2 separate regions of the Mus musculus genome follow, and region 2 is linked to region 1. The links are chromatin contacts, called in public HiChIP or PLAC-seq maps. All regions are on one chromosome and are shown on one strand. Each heading gives the region's core, a stretch centred on a gene start, on an enhancer-like site or on the middle of the called end of the contact. The rest is flanking DNA. Distances are from core to core; before and after follow the strand shown.

Region 1 (6,995 bases), core at 408-2,907:
GGAAGGTTAGTAATCCAAACTTGCGGCCCTTCTCAAGTCTCCTGCCCATAGGCACGGAGCTTTGTAGCAAAAGGGAAACTGAGGACTTGCTAGACTGGAAGGAGAAAGGAGAGGAAGGTGTGCATCATAGTTCTTTGTCCCCTCCCCCAATGCTCCCCCCCCAGCCTCCCCCCCCCCCGCCATCCCAAGGTACGGGTATGTATGTGGTGGAGGCAGGAAGAGGATACTAAGCCTAGGGAGCGAGGAAAGTTTCAAGGGGGATACAGAAGGCCGATAAAGGCCTGCTAGCTGGGAACAGCTGAGAATACGCACCGCGCGCCGCCTCACTGTAGTAGGCGGTGTCGTAGCCATTCTGCCGCCGGGGGCCGCTTGGGGGGCCGCTGTAATCCATCTGCGAATAGCAAGGATAACAGAGTTAGGTCTACAGGGCCCGAGTGGGTCTCAAGCAACACTCCTTGTCATCACCCCTCCCTCACTCCCTTAGTCTCAGCTGCTGGTTCCAGGACTGGGTCAGCCCCAGGTGGTAGGAGCCAGCCACACACTGGAAGCTGTCGCATGCGGGGCCAAACTGAGAGTGGACAGTCACTCAGGAACAATAATCTGCATTAGGGTAATAATGAGAAGGAAAAGCATATCCCGGGGTCTGCGCAGCAGTGTTCCACCCCCAATCGGCAGAATCATAGATGCCCTGGGTCTCCAAAGCGACTCCAGTGTCAGATGCCAGGAGCATCTAGGTATAAGGGACACCCCCACCCCAAGGGCCTCGGAAACCTGTTGCAGATACCCCAGGCGCCGCCTCCATTGCTCATCCTCCTGAGCCCCCCGCCTTACCATGCCATCAGAGCAGTTGGAGCGCGGGCTGGATGCATCTGAGTCGCCACTGTAGTGCTCGCTGCCACGGCCTGGGGGCAGCGGTCCAGGTGCGTAGAAGGCAGCGGCGCCAGGGGGCGCGGCGTCCTGGTCGCGCAGCAGAGCCTGCAGACCTTCGATGTAGCGGATGGCGTTGCGCAGGATCTCCACCTTGGGTAGCCGCTGGTTCGGGTTGCTGGACGTGCAGCGCTTGAGCGTCTCGAAGGCCTCATTCACTTTGCTCAGGCGGCGGCGCTCGCGCATGGTGGCGGCCTTGCGGCGATCAGCGTTGGTGGTCTTGCGCTTGCACGCCTTGCAGGCCCACAGCAAGCAGCGACCCGCCTGGTGGTGCCCGCTGGGCGCGCGCACATGCTCATCCTCACGAGCGCCTGGGCCTGGGTGCACCGCAGTAGGGAAGTGTGCGTGCTCCTCCGGTTTCAGGAGGGCTCCCATGTGCACCAGGCGCGGGTCCAGGTCCTCAAAAAAGCGCAGGTCTGGTGAGTCGAAACACGGGTCATCATAGAAGTCGTCTGCTGTCTCAAAGGAGCAGAGAGAGCCGTCGGGGCCTGTCAAGTCTATGTCCCGGAGTGGCGGCGATAGAAGCTCCATATCCCAGTTCCTGGGTCCAGCCTCAACCCAAGCCGTGAGAGTCGTCTTAACTTTCTGCCACTCCGGAACCCCAACAGTACAATGACAAAGGTTCTGTGGGTTGGAATGCACACCGGCTGTCCTCTACCCCTCCTCCCTGTCCTGTCCTGTCAGAGGAGTGGTGAAGAAAGCAGTCGTGTCCTGGGGCGTCCTGGCCCCTAGCTTCGCGCCAGGCGCCCTGGGCTATTTATCCAGGGTAGCCTAAAAGCCCGGGAGCTGGAAAGGGAGGCTGGGGGCGGGGGCGCCTCAAGCCAATAGGAGTGTAGTAGGGCGGAGCTTGGGGTCCCCAGGGTAGCCACTGGGGCCAGGGAGTGCCCCCTCCCGCGACTCTGTGCTGGGGCAGCTGCCTAGCTAGGAAGGAGGGCAGAGAGACTGGCAGCCATACGCGGTAGCACTTGGCTATCTGGTGCAGCCTGCCCAAGCCTCTCCAGTGTCTACTCCTCCAGCCTGTACTGACCTCAGTGCTCACTTCGGAGCTGACCTCGGACTCCACTCTGGAGACCAGGCAAAGCATAGGAGTTAGAAATCAGATTGCAGGAGGTTTGGAGAGAGACTCAAGGCTACGGGACAATGAAAGTTCTAGAGAAGAGTGGAGAAATGATGACACACCCAGAGAAGTTGAGCCAAGGACAAAGTGGGCAAGAGACAGTGAGACTCAGAAGGTCTAGGTGAGCAAGCCTGGCACAAATGAATCGGTGGCAGTGCTATTTGGTCATTCTCCATCTGGGAATGGCTCAGAGAATATCTGTTCTTCCACGGGAAGCTTAGAACCCCAGCGCTGTCCTTGCATGCGTAGTGGGAATCATCATTAAAACTTCAAGCCATTCTGCTCAAACTCCGGGTGGACAGTCCAAGGAAAAGAGGGAGGGAGAGAGAGGGAGGCTCCCTCCAACTTACTTTCTGTGAGTGTCTAGAGACCCATGGGGGTCTAGGTTGATCTGTTTCTACCGAGAAGAAGAAAACCTGTTTGCTATGGGTTTGTGCCATCTTGCTCTGAGTGAACCCTGGGAAATGCCTTTCTTAAGGATCGTGATGGCTGGAACCTGGCCTGACAACCTCACCTACTGTAGAGTTGGTAGAGTCGGCATAACTTTGTTGAGATGACCTCTTCCCAAGTCTGTATCCACTTCATATCCAGGAACAATGACAATGTCCAGGGGGTAACTGTGGTGATGGGTGAGAATCCAAACCAGGGATGGATGTGGAAATGTCAGTGGAGGTGGGAGACTTGCTTCTGTTTCCAGCACCTGCCTGCCCGCTTGCATAGCATAACCAGCAACCTTCTCTGGCTTTGCCTGCAGCACTGAGATCTGGCAGAGGGCTCTGGGGGCTCTGGCTCTGTTCTTCTGGAGACTTCAGCTGGGTCTCTTCCAGCAGGCTAACTGGGGAGGTAAGATCAAAAGGAAGGAGCCACCTTGTGGGATCTCTGGCTCTCCTACACATCCCAACACACCCCAACCCTGGGATGTTCATGCTTTTGGGGGGCTCTGGCTAGAAGCCTTCCTTGGCTATGGACTTTTGCTATGTCTTCTCTCCCGGATGCCAGGAATCCAAGCAAGGGTGACGTAGGTGTCTTTCCCACTAACTTCTGGAAGCCATTTTAACTGTTCCTTTTTACAAACTGGAAAGCCCTCTCTATCCATCAGACTCACCCAGGAACCTCTTTTGAAGTCCAACGGTTTTTGTCTCTGATACTGGCGGTGCTGATAGACCCCATCATGAAGTGCTTACACTTTACACCATGGTTTCACTTTGTTTATTCATTCAGCATTCACCATGGCTTATCTATCACAGACCAGCTACTGGTCCAGGTATTGGGAACCCAGCAGTAAGCGCAACCAAGGCCCTATGCACATAGTTGAATTATAGGTAGGTCAATCAAGCAAGGAACTTTGTGGTGTCAGAGATTTACAAATTCCACAAAACGAAACGAAATGAATGAAATGAAATAAAATAAAATAAAACAAAACAAAGCAAAAAAAAATAATAATCTCTATTCCAGCAATCAGGGAAGGTTCCTCTGGGATGGTTGTGTTCGTGTAGTGCCCTGGATGAAGGGAGACAGAAGCTACTTCTAGCAGGTATTTAGAGTTAGAGAGAAGGGCAAACATGTGCAAAGGTCCTGGGACAGGACTGTGCTTGACTGCTTTAATGCACAGCAAGTAGACTCAAACTCAGCTTGTGCCCCCCCAGCTTGACTGAGAGCCACCATTCTTCTTAATGGCTCCATTCTAGTTTTTTCTTCCAGTTCTCCTCCTCCTCCCCCCTCCTCCTCTTCTTCTTCCCCCTCTTTCTCCTCTTCCTGTAACACTAAACAGGGATTCAGCCTCAGAGTTATCTCGCTGCTCTCAGCTTTAGTCCTCTTTCCTGAACTTGCCCTAGGATTGGCTGTATCAGGTCTCAGCTTGGGATTTTACAGGTACGTGGAAGGTAAGGACAGAAAGGTGATCCATTTGGAGGGCACTGCCACAGTCCAAATGGGTGCTCATGGCCACTCAGATGGTTGTTTAGCATTGGGAGGCAAAGAGAATCTGGTGAGAAGTAGTTCAGTTGCAGGTATGCTCTCAAGATGGGGTTGGGTGGGCTCGGAGAGGTGAGATGGCTCAACAGTTAAGGGCACCCACTGCTCTTGCAGAGGGCCTGGGTTTGATTCCCAGTGCCTGCATGGTTGTTCACAACTTCCTGTAACCCCAGCTCTAGGGACCTGATGCCCTCTCTGACCTTTGTGCGTCACAAACTTACATGCGGGCAAAGCACGCACGTACATAAAAACTTTTAAATCTTTAAAAGTAGAGATGGAGCAAACAAGATTTCTTTATGATTGGATGTGGACACAGGGACAAGAGGGACATTAAAGATCGCTTTTGGATGAAAGGGGCTGGGGCATAGTGGGTCTGTGAGTATCAGATCAAAGATCCAGTTTGAGCAAAATTTGAAATTCACAATAAACATTCAGGTGGAAGTGTAAAGCCTGAGTGGGATTCATGTGGCCAGAGGTCCCGAGGGGAAGGCTGGGCATGATGAAGTCCTGCCTACTGTTCCTGTAAGACACCTCCAAGGTCTGCCATTTCTAAGGTCACCATCCAGACTATGCTAACTCCTGCCATTTGCTGACTTAGATGGCCCCACTAATTCTGTCTTTTACCCTCTCTTGTGGGGCCAGGGGAACCACAGAGCCACAGAGAGTAGGCCTGGAGCAAGAGTCGGGTCAAAGTGTTTCCAAACCCTGAAAATCTCATCCTGAAACCGGCAGGAATAGGACTCCTCCCCACCTCTTGCCCTGGGCCTGGATGTCCCAGGGCATATAGATCCATGCCCCCACCTATGCCCCAGCAGAGGAGGTCAGATAGCCAGACAGCCTTCTACTTTCTCCTTATAAGGTCATGTCTCATCCTGCAGCACCTGCCATTCATCTTTGTGCAAATGAGGCATAAGAGCACCAGCACCCTGGCCCAGGCCAGTGGTGTCCACTCACCCCATAGCCTCCACTCACCTCCAAATCTAAACACCCTTTAATTCAGTTAAAGGAGCTGTCCACTGAAGCCTGCCTCCACAGAAGTCTGTCTCTTGCTGCGCTCACCCACCACTTGAGGTCCCCATCACCTCCATCTGTTCCTGCCTCCATTTCCCTTCTCGGGCCTCTGGTCTGATCATGCCTCAAGGGAGGAGGAGCCAGGGGGAGGGGGAGAGGAATGGGTAGGACACTCTCTAGCACATTTGTCCCTCCTGGAACCCAGTCCCTGCACGGCAGCCTCAGGGAATGATGGCGGTCCTGGTGCTTCCCATTGGGCCAGATGCAAACCTCGTGTCCTTCTCCAACTAGGTGGCCATTCAGGAACCCTACTCACCCTGTCTCCACAATGTCACCTGGAGACACTGTCCCCTCAGATAGCCCTATTCTGGTTAGCCACCTTCCCTTCGTTCAGCCCTGCACAGCCTCCTTCAGAGCCATGATGTCTCGTGCCTGCTGTCCCAAGCCTGCTGCCCTCTCCCCTGGTCCTGCCTGTGACTGGCAGCTTTTCAGGTCTCAGATCTCAACTCCAAAGTCATTTTTGGGATGTCTCTGGCCATTTCCTCCCAGATAGATGTCTCCCAGGCTTGGGGAATGTCACACAGCCTTTCCTCGAGAATGATCTTGTCAGTTATTCACCGAGGGACACGAAGACCAGCATACCATGGATAGGAGTACTTTGCTCACCATGGCGTCTCCGGAAGCCACTGCAGCAGTGATCCCACGGCGGGCACAGTGGTTTAAGTGTCAAGCGAGTGAATGAACAGTCTTGGGCTCTTTTGATTTCTATCCTTATACTTGAATTTAGCAAAATGTGCTACAAGTCATTCTATTCCAGCAAACCTGGGCTCTATGTAGGTACTTACTCATACAAGCTCTCACGCTGCCTCTGCCCAGGCAAAGCAGAGGCTGGTTTGCCTGGGACGTGCTCTCTCCCATTGGTCGGTTGCAACATTCCAACAGTATGCTGCCGATGGATGTGGGGTTCATCATAAGTGCTCTTTCATTTGACTTAAATCTACAGTGAGGGATGGATGTAATTGTCGTTAGTAATGATTTCGATGGAAGCTATTGCTTCCTCCTTTTTGGAACCTCAGCTGAATATGCTCAGCACACACTAGGTGCACCACAAATATTCCTTGGCGGATGAATGAGCAAGTCTGTTTCATTATGCAGTGCCCTGGTGTCTCCAAGGAAGCACTTCAAACCACTTGTGCAAATCTAGTTTCTTTCTTTCTTTCTTTCTTTCTTTCTTTCTTTCTTTCTTTCTTTCTTTCTTCCTTCCTTCCTTCCTTCCTTCCTTCCTCCCTCCCTCCCTCCCTCCCTCCCTCCCTCCTTCCCTCTCTCTCTCTCTCTCTCTCTCTCTCTCTCTCTTATCTCAAACCCGAGCAAACAAAGCAAAGCAAAGCAAGCACACAAATAACAAAAACCGAAATAAATTTTATGCTGAGTCTAAGTGATTGCAACCTTGCTTTTTATTTTATGGTCACTAAAACTTCCCCCAGCCACCCCTTCTGGAGCGTGCCATTGGCTCTGGGCTGAGGCATTGTCCCCTCAATGCAGGGCCTCTTAGGCTGTAGGCCCACTGACCTGGAGAAGCACACAGCTCATCCTGAGGCTCAGTTCTCCTGCCGCCATAGGTGGCCCCTTTGATTTCCCCCTGTCCTTTCCAGGCCTTGCATTTCAGCTCCCTTGGCTAGTCTTCCAAGGTGCTATAAATGGAGAGCTGGCTTTTGGGCAGGAATGTTGGTCTGGCTAGGCCTCTGGGGTGTTGCACCATGGGGAAACAGCAGCCTTTATATATATATAGCCTCTGGAAACCGGATCCAACTAGCACCTGCCCCAAGCCTCAGGCACCTCTGCCCTACCCAGTCTGGACCTGTGGCCTCTTACTTTGCTACTGCGGGCTGCATGGCTGGCTTGGGTCTAGGGGGCTGAAGGACTGGAGGATGAAACCACGGGGAGGACAGGTGGAACAGGACCAGCC
Region 2 (6,380 bases), core at 1,991-4,490, 630 kb before region 1:
ATTTCAAGTGCTGGGATTAAAGGCGACTGCAACTATCCAAGCTCTGACTGCTGTTTTAAATGCTGCTTCCTACCTTCCTACTCTGGCTCTCAATACCTTCTCAACCTTCGTCACATTTCTGATCTTTCTTTTTAAAAAAAGATTTATTTTATGTGAGTACACATGTGGTTGCTGGGAATTGGACTCAGGAACTCTGGAAGTGCAAACGCTGCTCTTAACTGCTGAGCCATCTCTCCAGCCCCTGATCTTGAGATGCCAAAGCTTTTAAATTCAGACTTCATTTTAGAGAACCTGACCTAAGTTTGAACTCAGGTAGGCTAATAGGCTGTATATAGCATTAGTTTACAAGTTGCTCCCCAACAAAACCTGAGCCTAGCTCCAGTCTCTAGGCTCACCCCCAAGACCAACAGCTCCAGGTTAGTCCCCAAACAAACTGCACCCCAGCTTACAAGCCCACCCCTTGCCTAACGACCACCAATGCAGAAGGGAGCATTCCCAGCACCAACCAATTATGTTAAAGGCCACGGGAGCTTTCCAATTAGATGCTTGTACATGTATTCCCTGCTTGCTGCTTACTATTAAGCCTTGCCCTGATAGACATTCCGGGCTCCCGAACTACCAAAACTGTCCTGTGTGACAGTGGTGGGGGGCCCAAGCTAGCTCGAACAGAATAAAGACCCTTCTATGAGTTGCATCATATTGGCTTCTTTGTGTGTTTTGGGGGATCACCAACATTTCCCTGGCACAACAATCTTATTTCTTGTTTGTTTGTTTGTTTGTTTGTTTTTTCAGACAGGGTTTCTCTGTATAGCCCTGGCTGTCCTGGAACTCACTTTGTAGACCAGGCTGGCCTCGAACTCAGAAATCCGCCTACCTCTGCCTCCCAAGTGCTGGGATTAAAGGCATGAGTCACCACTGCCCAGCTAACAATCTTATTTCTTATCACCGTAAATATACCTGCTAAGTCCTTGATTCAATCTGTACTCACGTTCCAACTGCAACTCTATTAAATTCTAATTTTGCCAGCTGAAGTATAGGAGACCCAACTAAATCCAATTTCAGAAGCATAAGAAAGGTTTTAACTGCCATTTATTTGCAAACTCTAGCAACGCTCCACTCTGCACTTTCCTTAATCAGTGGTTACTACTTTCTGTGTTATAGTTACTCATGATCAATCTGCTGAATTAATTGTTTCTCCTTGTAAAGGTAGTGTAACGGTTGTCAACTTGACTATATCTGGAATGAACTACAATCCAGAATTGGAGGGCTCACCTGTGATCCAGATCTTGAAGCTGGAAGACACAAGTTTCTGACCTGGATCTTGGCAAGGAAATTTCTGAGTTCAAGGTCAGCCTGGGGCAAAGCAAGTCCCAGATCCAGGCTTGGTGGTACACACACACCTTTAATCTGGGCCACACCTTACGTTGGACCACACCTTATGCAAGGCCACACCTTATGCTGGAGCCTATATAAGGACACTGGAAGAAGGAAGAATCACTTTTTTTTTTGCCTTAACTTACTTGCTAGGAGATCTGTTGGAACTTCCACAGAAGACCAGCCAAGACGACTAGCCTTGTGGGACTAAGTACTAGATTCTTGGACTTCCCATTCATAGTTGGCCATCGTTGGACTACAAACTGTAAATAATCACAATAAATTCCCTCACTATAGAGACATTTCATAAGTTCTGTGACTCTAAAGAACCCTGACTAATACAGATAGGGGTTCTGCCATTCCCTTACTCCTGACTGAATTACCACAAGCAGCGGCAGTAATTTAACATTAGCTACTGTGCATGTTCTCTCTCTCTCTCTCTCTCTCTCTCTCTCTCTGACACACACGCATGCGTGTGCGCGCGCACACACACACACACACACACACACACACGCACACACACATATACGCATGCTCATTACTACTATATAGTTACTGACAGTTTCATGGGTACACATTTACAGCAGCTCAGATGAGCTAATTTAACATGGAAGAGACATGCCCTGTTTAGTAGTGCACAACTAAGTTCTGGTATTCTATGGAGCCCTTACTAATATACAGGCAAAAACACTCACACACAAAAATGTATATACGTATGTATTAAAAAGCATCTATAAGTACAAAAAAAGTATCTATAAAAGGAATATTATGTTGAGTTAGGGGCGGGTTCTTAAGATATCTGAGGCTGAGGAAGAGAAAAATTTCTACACTGCCAGCCAGTGATGGTGCATGCCTTTAATCCTTGCACTTGGGAAGCAGAGGCGGGTGGAACTCTGTGAGTGTGAGGCTAGCCTAGTCAACAGAGTAATTTCAGTACAGCCAGAGCTACACAGACAAACCTTGTCTAGGAAAGGAAAGGAAAGGAAAGGAAAGGAAAGGAAAGGAAAGGAAAGGAAAGGAAAGGAAAGGAAATTTAAAATTCTAGGGGGAAGGCAGGCTTCATCTTGGTCTTTTACTCAGCCTGAAGTGGAGCCATTCCAATACAGGCGCTCACATCATCACAGAATAAGGTCTATTGTATACACTCACCCTTTCAGCTGTACAAAAAATAGTAAATAATGCAGCCACCCCCACAGTCCAGTTTAGGGGTATTTCCATCACACCAAACCGGTCCGTAGCCCATTCCCACCCCCAGACTCAGGTATACCTAGTTATTCACGTCTACTTTATTGAGTCGAAATGACCAAATTCAAGATAACGCAAAAGAAAGTCAGGCTAGACTCCCAATGAATGCACTATATTCTGCAGTGCGTCAGAGTCAAGTTCTGCTTGGCATGTGACGAAGGTCTTCGCTCTTTCCCTAGGTTTTTAAAAGAACATCAGGTGCCTCCAGGAGATAACTGGCGTCCCAGGGACAGGATTCTTGTGCGCATGCGTAGCTTCGGGGCTCCAGCGAAACGAAACCGAGATCCCTTGCTCCAGACCTGTCGCACCAGCTGTTGGAATACCGTCATTTGGAATCTGTACATCCACGCGTGACACCTACAGAGCCCAGCTCTAGAAGGGGGTCGGGTCTCTCTTCTTCTCCACCCCCCCCCCTCCCACCCCACCCTCCCCGGATCTCACACTGAAACCCTCTCTCGCCGCGAAGATCCTCGGGCTGACCGCTCTCCCCGCCCCCTTTAGCCACACCCCTAAACTGCCATTTTGCGTCTGATTGGCTAGTAAAAGCCTCAGTCCCACCCATTTGAGCCAACGCCAACGGCCACGTACCCGTTTTCCGTGTCTTATCTCCGAAAGCGGAAGTTGCGCAAATACTTGCGAGCGCTGCGGAGGCGCTGAGCGTGTGTGTGTGAGTGTGTGTGTGTATGTGTGTATACATACACACACATACTTCGTATTCGGCGGCAGCGCGGGGGCGGTACACGGCATTAGAAGGCGCCGGAAGTGTCGGTGTCGAGGGGCGGCGAGAGAAGGGCCACCAAGGCAAGCCAGTCAGTAGCGCTTAGGCTCAGCGAGAGGCAAGACTCGCATCCACCGCGTCCCGAGTCCCCGGCCCAGCCGGGCTTTTCTCTTCGGCCAGACATGGACTTCAGGGAAATCCTCTTGATCGCTTCCAAAGGACAAGGTGTCAACCACGTACCGGTGAGTCCCCGGGGTTGCTGTAGGAAACCCGGGCGTCAAGTTCGTGTGTGGTGGGTGGAACTTCTCGGGGAGCGTCTGTCGGCCTCGGGAAAGCCTGAACTACGCACGCCCTCTTCTGGAGTTTTAGCGGAGGTGTGGGTACACGGGAGCTGGGGATGGAAAAGGGAGCGCTTTCTTGGGGTCGCTTTCGCCAGCTCCTGTGCCCTGAAAAGTAGGCTTTGCGGCTTTCGGTGTTTTTAAGAGTTGCGCAAAGTCGGGGGGGATAAGCCGCGCCTGACTGAATACTGTGTAGCATTAGTAGCGCCTGGCGTCGAATAAACTTCAGCCCCTAAATTGAGGACCAGTATAGTCAGGAAACTCGGGGACTTTTAAGAACTTTAAGGACTTGTCCTGATAGCCTTTGGGTCTTTTAGCGGGTCGAATACGGATTTCCAGGTGAACGTTTTGTGATTTCTTGAAAGCGTTCTCCGGTTCGTGGCCCCACCCACTGAACCAAAGATGGTATCACCTGCCAAGGAGGTATCTTCTGTTGGAAAGAGTTCAGGGCTTTGCAGGAAATCCATAGCCAACTGTGAGGTGATCATGTGGGCTGCGGGTGTGCTGGTAGACCTTTTATTTGCCGTATGTCCCTTGGATCTATCGGTTCCCTGTGCGAACGGATTGGGCAAAGCCTTTTTCAGCTTTCATTTCCTAGTGGGCTTCCAGATTTTTAGGTTCCGTTTGCTCAGTAAATGTGTGAGTTTGATAGTATTTTCAGAGGTAAATACTGAAGTGGTCCCACATCTGCTTTCTGGGGTTATAGCTGTTTTGCATAAACTACTCATTTCTGGATCACCAGAAGGTACCCACAGAACAGCTGTAAACCGATATATCGCAATGTGATACCCGAGATTTAATCTGTGAAGTGTCCAACTTAAAAGAACCTTCTAGAGTCAATCAGTTGGAATTTGCGATCTCACTTGGATTCTGCATTTCCTAATTTTGTATGTTGCAGTATTTTTTCCTATCTTGTCACTTCCTGTCAAATCCAGCCTATTTTTTAACCCTTGAGTATATCTACCTAAATTAATGAGTAAACGTAGTTATATTTGTATGCATGCACACACACACACACACACACACACATATATGTCCCACCCTGATAATAATCACTCAATAAGATTCTGCTAAGCCACATCTCATCAGCCTTGCAGGTTTTGCTGTGGGCACAAGCCTTTATGCATTTGTACTTTATGCATTTGTAGATTATCTAGTCACATTACTGTTAGATATCATAATCATGTTTGCATAATTTGGTCTGTATTTTATCTTAAATTTTCTTGAATCTCGAGAAAAGTTTAAAAGAAAAACAAAAAAACAAAAACAGATACTAGCTTTAGTGCCCAAGAATTGTCTTGTGGAAGAATCAGAACCCAGATTTAGAAAGCCAATATCTGGTTGGGTGTAATGGCTCATACCTTTAATACCAGCACTCACAGAGGCAGGAGGATCTTGTGAGTCCAAAGCCAGCTTGGTCTACACCAGGACAGTCAGGGCTAAGGAGAGAGACCCTGTCTCAAAAAACTAAAAAAAAAGAAGGGAGAGAGAGAGAGAATGAGAATGAATGAATTAGAGAGAGAGAATGAGAATGAATGAATTAGAGAGAGAATGAGAATGAATGAATTAGAGAGAGAGAGAATGAGAATGAATGAATTACTAAAAGCCAAAGCTTCTGGGAAAAGGGCAGACAGATCATCCTAGAGCAGAAAAATTTTAAATGCGTGATACTTAGAGAGTACGTGTATTGGTTGCTTTGTGATTGTACTCTGTGAAGTGATTTACATTTATAAACCATCCTTCCCTCCCCTAAAAGAGAGAGTAAACTTAGAGGTTTGGCTCAGTGTGCATCCTTAACTTCTTTATCTTTTACACGGAATGAAAGCCATAAAAAAGAAATCAATTGGAATAAAACAAGGTAAATAGTGTTAAATTTAATCCATGATCTTGCTTAATCTGACCCATCTATCCAGCTTAATTTTATCAGCTCAGGATAATTTGAACGCTGATTAAACACAGAGTATTAACAAATTCCCATGTCCCGTGCTTTATATTTAATATACATCAACACAGGTTGTATTACATGTGTGTTGCTTTCATGTTGCTGTTTCCTCGGTGCTCTGCTGTTTATTTCCGGGCCCTATCTCCAGATCCCTCACATGCTTCTGAAAAGTAGCAAGGCCCCAAGGCCCCTCACTTTCATGATGTGGGTGGGTGGGTGAGAGAGAGTCACAGAAAGATCCACTGAGTTTAGATGCATGAGCATTGGGGAGGCATGGCCAGTTTACCAGAGACTGCATCACCAAAGAAATCACGTCCCCTCCCTGAGCATCCATTACCCACTAGCTCAGCCACCTTTATTCCCTACCTCAAAGAGTTCCTTTCCTATTGCTGTGATAAGACGCAATGACCAAGGCAGCTTATAGAAGAGTTTACTGGGGGCTTTGAGGGTTAGATTTCATGACCAGTATGACACCAGGCCGGCAGGGATGGCCCTGGCATGTAACCAAGCGCTCACATCTCAATCCACAAGCAGAGAGCTAATGGGAACATCATCTTAGGAAGTCCTAAAGCCCAACACCAGTGATCCACCTCCTCCAAGGTACCTTCAAATCTTGGTTCCAACTAGGGACCAACTATGCAAACATGTGAGCCTATGGAGGCAGTGTCATTCAAACTATCACAGGTCTCATGAGCCCCTCTCCCACACAAAGTGTTGAGAATGTCAATTCCATCTTATATGGGTCTTGTACAACTTACAGATT

Evidence for each region. HiChIP or PLAC-seq counts read pairs in DNA pulled down with a chosen protein or histone mark.
Region 2: an H3K27ac HiChIP or PLAC-seq map of embryonic stem cells shows a contact between it and region 1, with 7 times the contacts expected there. The contact joins the promoter of Spty2d1 here to the promoter of Myod1 in region 1. A contact is called at or near these places in 1 of 39 promoter capture datasets (embryonic stem cells), 1 of 484 Hi-C or Micro-C datasets (embryonic stem cells) and 1 of 115 datasets of contacts at active chromatin or transcription factors (embryonic stem cells).

The regions. Positions count from the first base shown.
Region 1 is chr7:46,371,136-46,378,130 of GRCm38.p6, reverse strand. Myod1 (myogenic differentiation 1) reads right to left here and starts at 1,657. Exons shown (of 3, transcript NM_010866.2): 1 at 832-1,657; 2 at 313-391. The coding sequence starts at 1,458. Gm45923 (predicted gene, 45923) reads right to left here and starts at 6,728. Exons shown (of 2, transcript NR_131190.1): 1 at 6,599-6,728; 2 at 5,639-6,026.
Region 2 is chr7:47,005,274-47,011,653 of GRCm38.p6, reverse strand. Spty2d1 (SPT2 chromatin protein domain containing 1) reads left to right here and starts at 3,240. Exons shown (of 6, transcript NM_175318.4): 1 at 3,240-3,579. The coding sequence starts at 3,520. Gm32031 (predicted gene, 32031) reads right to left here and starts at 3,100. Exons shown (of 2, transcript NR_166573.1): 1 at 3,061-3,100; 2 at 2,646-2,930.